Linked DNA regions of Mus musculus: region 2 is linked to region 1. The links are chromatin contacts, called in public promoter capture Hi-C maps. All regions are on one chromosome and are shown on one strand. The core of a region is the stretch at or near the end of the contact, and the rest is flanking DNA. Distances in the headings are between cores, read along the strand shown. Region 1 holds the start of Cx3cl1 (chemokine (C-X3-C motif) ligand 1). Region 2 holds the start of Cngb1 (cyclic nucleotide gated channel beta 1).

Evidence for each region. Promoter capture Hi-C pulls out the DNA fragments that hold promoters and counts their contacts.
Region 2: a promoter capture Hi-C map of stem cell-derived epiblast-like cells shows a contact between it and region 1, with 4 times the contacts expected there. The contact joins the promoter of Cngb1 here to the promoter of Cx3cl1 in region 1. A contact is called at or near these places in 9 of 39 promoter capture datasets (HPC-7-derived erythroid cells, the SN4741 cell line, embryonic stem cells and 5 more).

What each region holds. Positions count from the first base shown.
Region 1 is chr8:94,770,126-94,774,823 of GRCm38.p6, forward strand. It overlaps Cx3cl1 (chemokine (C-X3-C motif) ligand 1), which reads left to right and starts at 2,055. Exons shown (of 3, transcript NM_009142.3): 1 at 2,055-2,209. The coding sequence starts at 2,140.
Region 2 is chr8:95,304,280-95,308,977 of GRCm38.p6, forward strand. It overlaps Cngb1 (cyclic nucleotide gated channel beta 1), which reads right to left and starts at 2,306. Exons shown (of 33, transcript NM_001195413.1): 1 at 2,253-2,306. It also overlaps the pseudogene Gm5359.

The DNA.
Region 1 (4,698 bases), core at 805-3,304:
GGTGGTGACTCAGACCCAAGAGACAGCTAGTTGGTCATCCCATCCTTCTTGACTTCCTCCCTGGTTATCTTCAGCTACTCCATCCATAAAGCAGCCCACCACAGTGATGGATGTTAGCCTTATAGCCTGGGTGTGTTATCATGACTATGTGTGTTAAACATGGAACTCCATTAAGTTTTGTTTAGTTGGGGATAGACACCAGGCTTTTGGCATGCCAGGTGAGTGCTGTACAGCTGAGCTATGTCCCCAGCACCATGGGAAACGTTATTAGAGAGTGCCTGGATCAGAGTTAATTTAGTGCCTCCTTCCTAATTTTACAGAATCCAAACATTTCACAATAACTCTGGAGCCAGGCTTGCATCCTGCAAACCATCTCCCTGCCCTCCAAATTCTACTCTGGAGCTCACCCTCCAGTCAGGGATTCCAAGTCTCCATTCCCAGATCCTTTCCCTTTAAATATGTAAGTGTTGATTTCCCATAATCCTCCTTGGATTCCCCTACCTACCCCTGTCTTCTCTCTCTTCTCTCTCCCTTTTCCTCTGGTCCCCCCCCCGCCCCTCCTTCTTATCCTATCTGCTGCACAGGCACAAAGAAACCTAGACTTCTGGGTTTTATTTCCCTGTTTGGTTTGGAGTTTTTGTTTTTGTTTTTGTTCTAGCCAGGCTGGAAGTCACTATGTAGCCCAGGCTAGACTTGAACTTTAGACGATCCTTCCTCCACCTCTTCAGTGCTGCAATTACAAACATGAGGTACCCTACCTGGCCCAGCCCTCCATTTTTATCACTTCTTATTAAGTCTCTCCAGCTGTAAAATGAGGCTTCCTGGCTTCTTATCTGGCCAGCTGAGGGCAGGTTCTCTGGGCCTCAGTGGATATTGATCCCTGCCAGGACAGCCACCCTCAACACTATCAGTACCCACACCAGGTGCTAGCCCTGCTACAATGTATAGCAGGAGAGAGCACGAGGTCTTCGGGGGCGGCAGCTGCAGCCTCTGCAGTCTGGACCAGGCTGGCTATGGTCCAACTGGCACCTTAGCCTAGGACAGTTTTCTACACAAACTGGTTTTTCCTTCTGGCTGGCAGCCCAAAAAGAGTAGCGCAATTCACTCCCAGCCCGAGGCTGGGGAGGCTCTGACTTTTCTAGACTCCCAGGATTGTACTCCCTGTCTTCCGGGAAGTCAGGTTGTGTGCAGTACCCAAGCTTTGCTGCTAGGTCTTGCCTGGTCTCATGGAGAAAGCTTCTGGAAGATCCGAGCCAGAAGCTGGGTTAGCCAGACTCTACAGTGGCAGAGCTACCCTGGAAGGAGGCAGGACCTCTCTAAGGCTCTGCATTAGGGTCCAAGAGGAGCCAAGAGACCCTTAGCTCCGAAGACAAGTTCGTGGCTGTGCTGTTTCGGGAGCTAGCAGAAGGCACAGCCAGCCCTGGATAGAGCAAAGGCTAGAGGGGCTACACAACAGCTAAGGAGGCCAGGAGGCCCATGTTCCCTCCATGTCCATGTCCTCAGCAGCCCTGGCTCTGCAGTCTTCTCCTCCGTGGTCTTGATAAGTTTATCGAGTGAAGCTCTGTGTGATTTGGAATGGTCTCTCCCTTCTCTGGGTCTCAGTTTCCCCACCTGTCCATAGAAGGCAGGACTGGATCTATGTTTCAGGAAACTGCTTGCCAGGTTCGGTGTTGAGTCCAGCAGATGCATAGGCTGAAATGTATCTGGGGATTTTAAGGGGTGATTGCTGGGGGTTCTGCATCGCATGGGCGAAAGACCCCATCTGCCCCCAGATCAAGAAAGAGCTTGGCAGATCCGGCCTGGCGGGGACCAGCGCTCTGCATGTCCCTGGCTCAGTGTCCGGCTTAGACAAGACCTAGGTTCTCCAGGGAAGGTAACCCTGCTAACCCACCAGGTTCCCATCGCGCCGCTCCCGCAGCGGAGCCCAGCGCAGGATTGCAACTGGTTCCCTGGCAACCTGGGAGGAATCCAGCCGCAGCTACAGGCTCTTCCTCTCCCCTCCCACCGCCTCCTACTGCGGGCGCCGGGGGCGGAGGCTGCCAGCCCATTATAAAAAGCAACCGAGACCAGCCGCGAGTGACTACTAGGAGCTGCGACACGGCCCAGCCTCCTGGCCCGCCGAATTCCTGCACTCCAGCCATGGCTCCCTCGCCGCTCGCGTGGCTGCTGCGCCTGGCCGCGTTCTTCCATTTGTGTACTCTGCTGCCGGGTGAGTGGGTCCCGGACCCTACCTCGGGGAGAAAGGAAGGGTATGCAGACTGCATCTCCCTGGGGAAAATAGGCCCCCGCGAGTCCCAGCCATCCCAGTGGCTTCTGGGGTGGGAGTCGGGGAGACACCTCGGAGGTGTCTGTGGGAGACAGAAGCTGTGTGGGGAGGAGAGCGAGGGCTGAGGGAAACCTGAGCAGGCTCCTGGCTGACGGACAAGAGGTGGTTCTTCCTACTGAGGTTAACTATAACCTGTATAAGCTCTGGCCCGGGGCCAGGGACTAGGTAGGACTTTCCCCTGCCCTGTCGCTCCAGGCCCCCAGAAATAGTTAAGGTCAAGGTCACTGCAGCTCATGGGGATGGAGCTTGTCTCTAGTACTGGCGTGCAGCTTGTCGTCTCTCTGCCTGTGTCTCCCCCATCATCCTTGCCACTTTCTCCAAACCCAGCTTAGAAAATATTTTGTCTCTACGGACTTGCTTCCTGGAGTCCACTACCTGGTAGTACAAGGTGTAGACATTCCTAGGGACATAGGAAAGATGGAGAGCTAGAGCTAGAGATCTGTTTGAGGATGCTCAGCCAGTATGCAGGGCAGGAGAGAGTGATGCCCAGGGACTTAAGGAAGGAGAGACCAACAGCCTTGCCCACCTTCTCTTTTGACCATTCCACCTCCTTTAACCTCTAGAGCTCCATCCTCAGGGAGGGCCGAGGCTATTTAGCCAGGCTAAATTAGCAGGTTGTCGCTCAGAGAAGGTGGCACTCTGCCTTAGGGCGCACTGTGAAACTGGAAAAAAATGAGAGCCAACCCCCAGCATCAAGGATATCTCCATGGAACTAAATCACCAGTGCCACAGGGAGCTGGGTGGGTGAGTGGGTGGGAGTGGGGGTGGTGGGATAAAATTGTGCCTGCCTTTCTGCTGTCTGAGCTCTGGCCCTCAAGCCTGAGATATTTGTAGACAGTGCGCACGGGGAAGTAGGAATCAGATGGAGGTTGCTTTGCCATCACCTCCCTGTGTGTCAATGGAGCAGGGTCTTGACTTCTCTGGTCCCAACTGCTGTAGCATTCACGCCTTACCGGTGAGAAAACTCCAGTGTCTAGGGAGGCATTTTGGAAAGTGCATGTGGTCATGGTGGTAGCTATCACTTTCCTAAGCTTATAGGGAAATCCTAGGCAAGGTTGAAAAGAAAACCCAGAATGTCTGATGCCTGAGGACCCTAATCGTGGTTGCTGGCTTTGCCAGGACACAGTGAGGATGGATGACTCAACCCCAGTGAACCTCAGTTTCTTCTCCCCTTGAATGAGGTATTCAGCTGGGTTCACCCTAGAGCTCCCTCAGCAAGGGGGGGGGGGTGTCTCAGGCTTTAGGGATGCTGCAGGCTGGTGCAGGGCATCTGCGTCAGTCCCCAAATGTGGGTCTGCAGGGCTGTGTCAGGCGAGCGAGCGAGCGCTCAGCGCTTTATGTAACAAACCTGCAAATGCAAGTTGGAGCAGGGAAGGCTGCTCTCCAGCACTGACGCATTCACTCCCACTCAAGTCTCAGCAAGAAAGAGAAAAAGAAAGAAAAAAAATATATCTGCTTTCAGCTGTTCCAGCCTGCTTCCCCCATCCTCAGTGGGGGTGGAGGGGGGCAGAGGCGGACAGCTCCAGTGTCAGTCAGATCGAGGGCCCTATGGATTTAATTAGAAGCTCCCCCCCCACACACACACACACACTTCTCTGTTGGTCGAGGTTTTATATGCCATTAAGCACCTCTGCATGCATCTCATCCATTCATTTGGTTGGCAAACTGGACACCTGCTGTGCGACAAGCGCATTTCTGGTTGCTAAGACCACAGCAGGGAATAAAGGGCCCACGGGGCCCAGCTCTCAGGGTGCTGAAATTTGGCTGCAATACACAAAAATAAACCAGTAAGCCATTTGGTCTGTTAGAAGGAAAAAGCACAGGAAGGGAGGGGTGGCTTAACTTGTGTTGTTTGCTTGGTTTATGTTTTGTTTTTGAGGCAGGGTCTTTCCATGTAGCTCTCCTCCTGCCTCAGCCTCCTGAGAGGGGCCTATGGGAAATGTGCTGTTCTATGCCTACATGATGTTGACATTATCTGTGGGAAGAAGGTTGGGAAATGAATGAGCTCCCTATAGGATGATGGTCCTCCCAGGGGATATTTGGCAATTTCCAAATTTATTATTATTATTATTATTACAAATGTCCCAATATTTTCAGCTCCTGGTGTAGAATGCACAGTGTCAGCCCCCACAACAAAAAATGAGCAGGTCCAAAATGAGAACAGTATGGCCATTGAGAAAAGCTGCCCCAGGGCCCACCCAGTGTGTCTTAGCAGTCCTTAAGGGACAACCGGAAGCATGCTTCTCCCAGGAAGCCTCCCCTGATTACTCCTCACATTTGAAAGCTATCTCTCATTCCTGTAAATCCTAGGGTGTTTGTGAATGGCCAGAATGTGAGGCTTTGCCAGGATTATGCAACTGTAGTGTTTAGGA
Region 2 (4,698 bases), core at 1,056-3,555, 530 kb after region 1:
CTGGAATTCCTTTCTAAGGGTTCCTGTCACTAATTCATTTATTTCTATTAAGGAGTAGTAAGTATTCTATGGCATGGATTTTTGCATACCTTGCTTATCTGTTTCCAAGCTGAAGGAACTGTTTGCGGTGGGGGGGGGGGGGGGGTTCATATAAAGCATATATAAAAAATATTTCTTCAAATGTTATCGAAGGCTAGCTATTGAAAAGGATCTCAGTGTTCATCAGGGGTGAGGCCTGCATTAAATAGACTGTAATGCAGCCCATAACACAATATGCAGAAATGCTGGAAAGAAGACGCACATTCGTTGGAACAGGAGACACACACGTTCTAGCACTCTCGTGAGTCAGACTCCCTGTGTCTCTGTTTGCCTGCCTGCAGAGTGGGAGCACTGAAGCCTGTCATGGTGGCACCCACTTAAACTCCAGCACTTGAGTGGCAGAGGCAGAAGAATCCAGGCCAGCCAGCCTGAACTAACAAAAGCAAGAGACATCGAGAGTGCCTACCTTGTACGCAGAGTGTAAGAGAGTCAGGCATAACAGCCATTAAGAAAGCCCGGCATGGTGGCACATGCTTTTGATCCCAGCATTTGGGAGGCAGAGACAGGCAGATCTCTGCAAGTCCTGGGCCGGCTATACAGCTATATGGTGAAATGCTATCTCAAAACAAACAAAGCCAATCAAACAGAAACTGGTATAGGCAGCATTCTTAGACCAGTGACTGAGCCCTCACCACATCTGGAGTCATCTGTTCAGATATCATCTGCTGTCCAGTGACTGGCCCATGTTTCATAAAGGCTGGCCATGACTACAAGGACAGGTACTGAGTGTGAATACCAATTATGGAATATCATGTACTGCAGAAGCCCACAACAGAGAAGAAACACCAGTGACTTGTGGACAGAAAAATCTAAGATAACATTAGCCATGTGCTTTCATGCCAGTTGTTGGGAGGCAGAGGCAGGTAGATTTCTGTAACGCCATCATGCTTTACATAGCAAGGTCCAGACCAGCCAGAGCTACACAGTGAGACTTCTCTCAAAAATAAATTAAAAAATAAATAACCATACATCATTTTTTTTAGCTTTTAGAATAAAATACCAGTTGGACTTCCGTCATGGTTGGTGATGGCCAGTTTCTACCTTAAGCATGATATTAAGCACGTGGGGGAGCCAAGCTCCAAGAGACTGAATTCTTGCAGGATGGCCTGGCTCGGTGGTACGATCAAAGCTGACATGTACACAAGCCCAGGAAAGGCCACCCAGGACACAGACCTACCAAGGTTGTGCCTCTCTGTCTGTCTCTTCAAGGACCCTTAGAAAAATAGTAGCCCCATAGCCAGCTTCCCAGAGTTCATTGCCAGGCTGCTTGACCAACCCCTAACCTTGACCTCTGACCCAGCACTGGCTCAGCTTCTCCCAGAACAACCTCTACGAAAACAAAGCTTAAGCTTTGGAGGAACATCAGCCTACAGAAAATTAACTGGGGCCAGGGACAATCAATGGGTTCTTCTAGTCCTCTGCTGGCTTGGGGTGAGAACACAGCGACTTCCTCCCAAGGTCACACGTTGGGAATGGCAGAGCACACAGATCCCCGCCAGCTCCCAGCAGTCCTGAGAACCAGACCTGAAGAAAGCCCTCCTCCACACCTGGCTTCCACATCCCCTTGATAACACTCATTCTCCTGACAATCTTGCCTGCCCCCTACTCCCTGTAAGTGGGATATCCATTCTCAGGTCAATAGACTTGCCTAAGGGGACTCTGGCCAAGATAAGTATACTCTGAGATCTGCCCTTGGGTCCTGACTGCCTTCTCTTGACTTCTGCTGTAGTGGGCAGTGAACCTAGCTTGAATTTTTGAACTGTCTGGAGGTTATCTAGGCAAGCAGCCTCTTAGCCCAGTTTTTCCTTGACCGGAATCTGGAGGCCTGTCTTGCTGCCCTCCCACTTTGAAGGAAGAGAACCTGGAGGTAGCCACCCAGGAATCTGAAGTGTTAGACCACCAGGATTCTGAGAATCTTCTGGGAGAGCTGGAAAAAACAGATTCCTAGCCTCCCCCAAACCCTCTGGGGGTATCAAATCCACATTTCTCAGGTTGCGCTGGAGATAGCAAAGTCTAAGCCACAGGATAGAGTGTGGGGACCACGCATCATAGCTCTCCTGCCTGCTCTATTTATCACCTAAAAGCCCCGCTAAAAGCTGAGCGTGGTGATCCCCCAAGGAGTCCCACTGAGCCCCCATTTCATGTTGAGTTACCTGTTCAGATGTCAGCGGCTAGCCAGGAATTGCCTTCTCAGTGCCCCAGCAGCTGGCCTCTCAGACCCAGCCAGGATTAATTGGCACTAGATGGGCCGGGTGCAAAGGATTAGCATGTGCAGAATCGGGGGCAGGGTAGAAAGATGACTGGCACCCAGGGAAGCAAGCAGCAACCCCCACGGGTCCAGCAGTGTCCTAGACATAGGGCCCTTTGAGTTACTAGGGAACCTGCTCCAAGCCAGGATCTGTCTTCCCACAGAATGTGACAAAGCCAGAGAAAGGCTGCAGGACAACCAATAGCCAGGGTACCTGTGTGCTTCTGGGAGCCTCCTCAAGGTGACAGGAACCCATCAGCTCAGTCTGGGGGACAAGAGTGTGTCCTTCTCTCCTGCTCTGGTGCTGGGACTCAGTAGGATATCTGTGGCGGAGTCTTTAACAGCTTAAAGCATTATCACAAAAACCATTGGCCCGGGACAAGACCTTTAGCCAAAATCTGTATTAATCTACATTTCCAGAGAAGCAGAACCATGTGACCTGGGACAACTATGTCTTATGCCAAGCAAGGTGTTTTGTTTTGTTTTGTTTTGTTTTTGGATGCAAAGTATTTTATTTTTAAACTTGTAAAGTTGGAACACAAGATCGCCTGGTTTAGATGAGTTTCCGAGCTGAATGCACTTGCCTGGAGCTCAGTTTCTGGCTGATGAACAGTTCCTAATACCCTATGTGGGTGCCTACGTTCTGATCTGTGGGTGGTGAGCCGACCAGCGTCCGTCCGGCTGATAACGCCACTTTATGCCTTGGTAAGGGCTTAACAACCTTTAGGCATTGTTGTAGCCTTACACAGCCAGTGCTGCCCCGAATGTCTCCTGAGAAGCATAAAGCATGTACAAAAGGGTGTCCACTCCATCTCCCTCACTCTCAGAGACAGGTGTGGACACACTCACCATGCTGTGCCCATTCACCAGGAAGAAGAAGGCTTGGTTAGCATTGAGCTGCAAGCGCCGTCTAATTATCATGATGAGTTTGCTCATATTCACATGATCTGGAACTTGGTCTTGTCCAGGACGGGCAGCTGTTTCTCCCCCTTGTGTCGCTCTATAGTCACTGGGATCTTGGTGGGGTGCTGCTCCCGGATGAGCCGGACATCTTCCACTCTTTGTTCAAAGCTCTGGCGCTGCTTGAAGGTCTTCTCAGACGGCATATGGGGTGGGGTGGGGGTGGGGGTCCCAGATCAGACGATCTGGCTCCCATGACGATCACTTCCCTTGTGTCACCAATCAAGCTTATTAAGAAACAGTATCTTGGGCTGGAGAGGAGGCTCAGATGCTCTTCCCGAGATCCTACTGAGTCCCAGCATCAGGGCTGGGGATCAAGGACACACTTTTGTTCCTAACAACTACATCGTGGCTGAAGTGAAACTGGTTGAATGAAACTTACTTGTTTAGGGTTTCCACTGAAGCTCACTGTCCTATTACATCTGGGTTACTGTAATACAACACCTTAAATCAAGTGATTTACAAGTGACAGAAATGTACTGTTCGCTGCTGTCATAGAAGATCCAAGCAATAGAAGAGGTGGTCTCTGGGAAGTTCTTGTTCCTGGTAGGTGGTGATGTCTATGTGATATAGTCACTCCACGATTTGTTTCTGAGTCCTGGCCATGGGCACCAAGCTTGTCTCCACCTTTTGACTATAAACCACATGGCTCTGAAAATCTGCACGCAAGCCTTCAATGGCCCATGTTGACTTCTCTGCTTCCAAGGTAGGCTCTTCATATGAAGCAATTGTATTGTAAATTGCTTTGTCTTGTCTGGGTTTTTCAGAGACAGGATGTTGCTAAAATTCCCTTCCTGGAGGAAACAAAAACAATTTGTACTCCTCTTCTTCCAAGGTGCCAGTGACAATCCCAGGTACAATTCCACAAGCTCACCCTGGGGGACCAGTGAGTTCGTCAGACTTACAAAACACGGGTGAGGGGTTAATTCTGGAGTGGAGCTCCTCCCCTAAGAGTCTACACCAGAAAGTCTTTACCCAGCAAGGATGAAGACCTTTTATAGTTCGATAGAAGGAGCTACATTGCTGCCTGCCCACCATGGTATCTTCCCTTCCCTTAGCCCCTCCAAGGCTACATGCTTGCATATGACAGGTGGTAGGGAGCGGCTGCATACACATAGATGAGTATCTTATGATTCTCCTTACCCCTCAGGGGATGTAAAATGTCACCATCCCAGCTAGGATGATCTCTTGCAAGTTTGCACAGCAGAATTTCTCCGGATGGCAGCTGCTGGGCTAGGATATAGTCCTGTATGACACAGGATCAAACACCATGTAGCCATAGCTAGATTTGAACTTGGCCTCTGGAGTGCTGGGATTAGAGCTGCATGCCTAGTTCATATTCCACCTTTTAAGATCCAACTAGACTCTTAAAAAAAAAAAGATTTATTTAC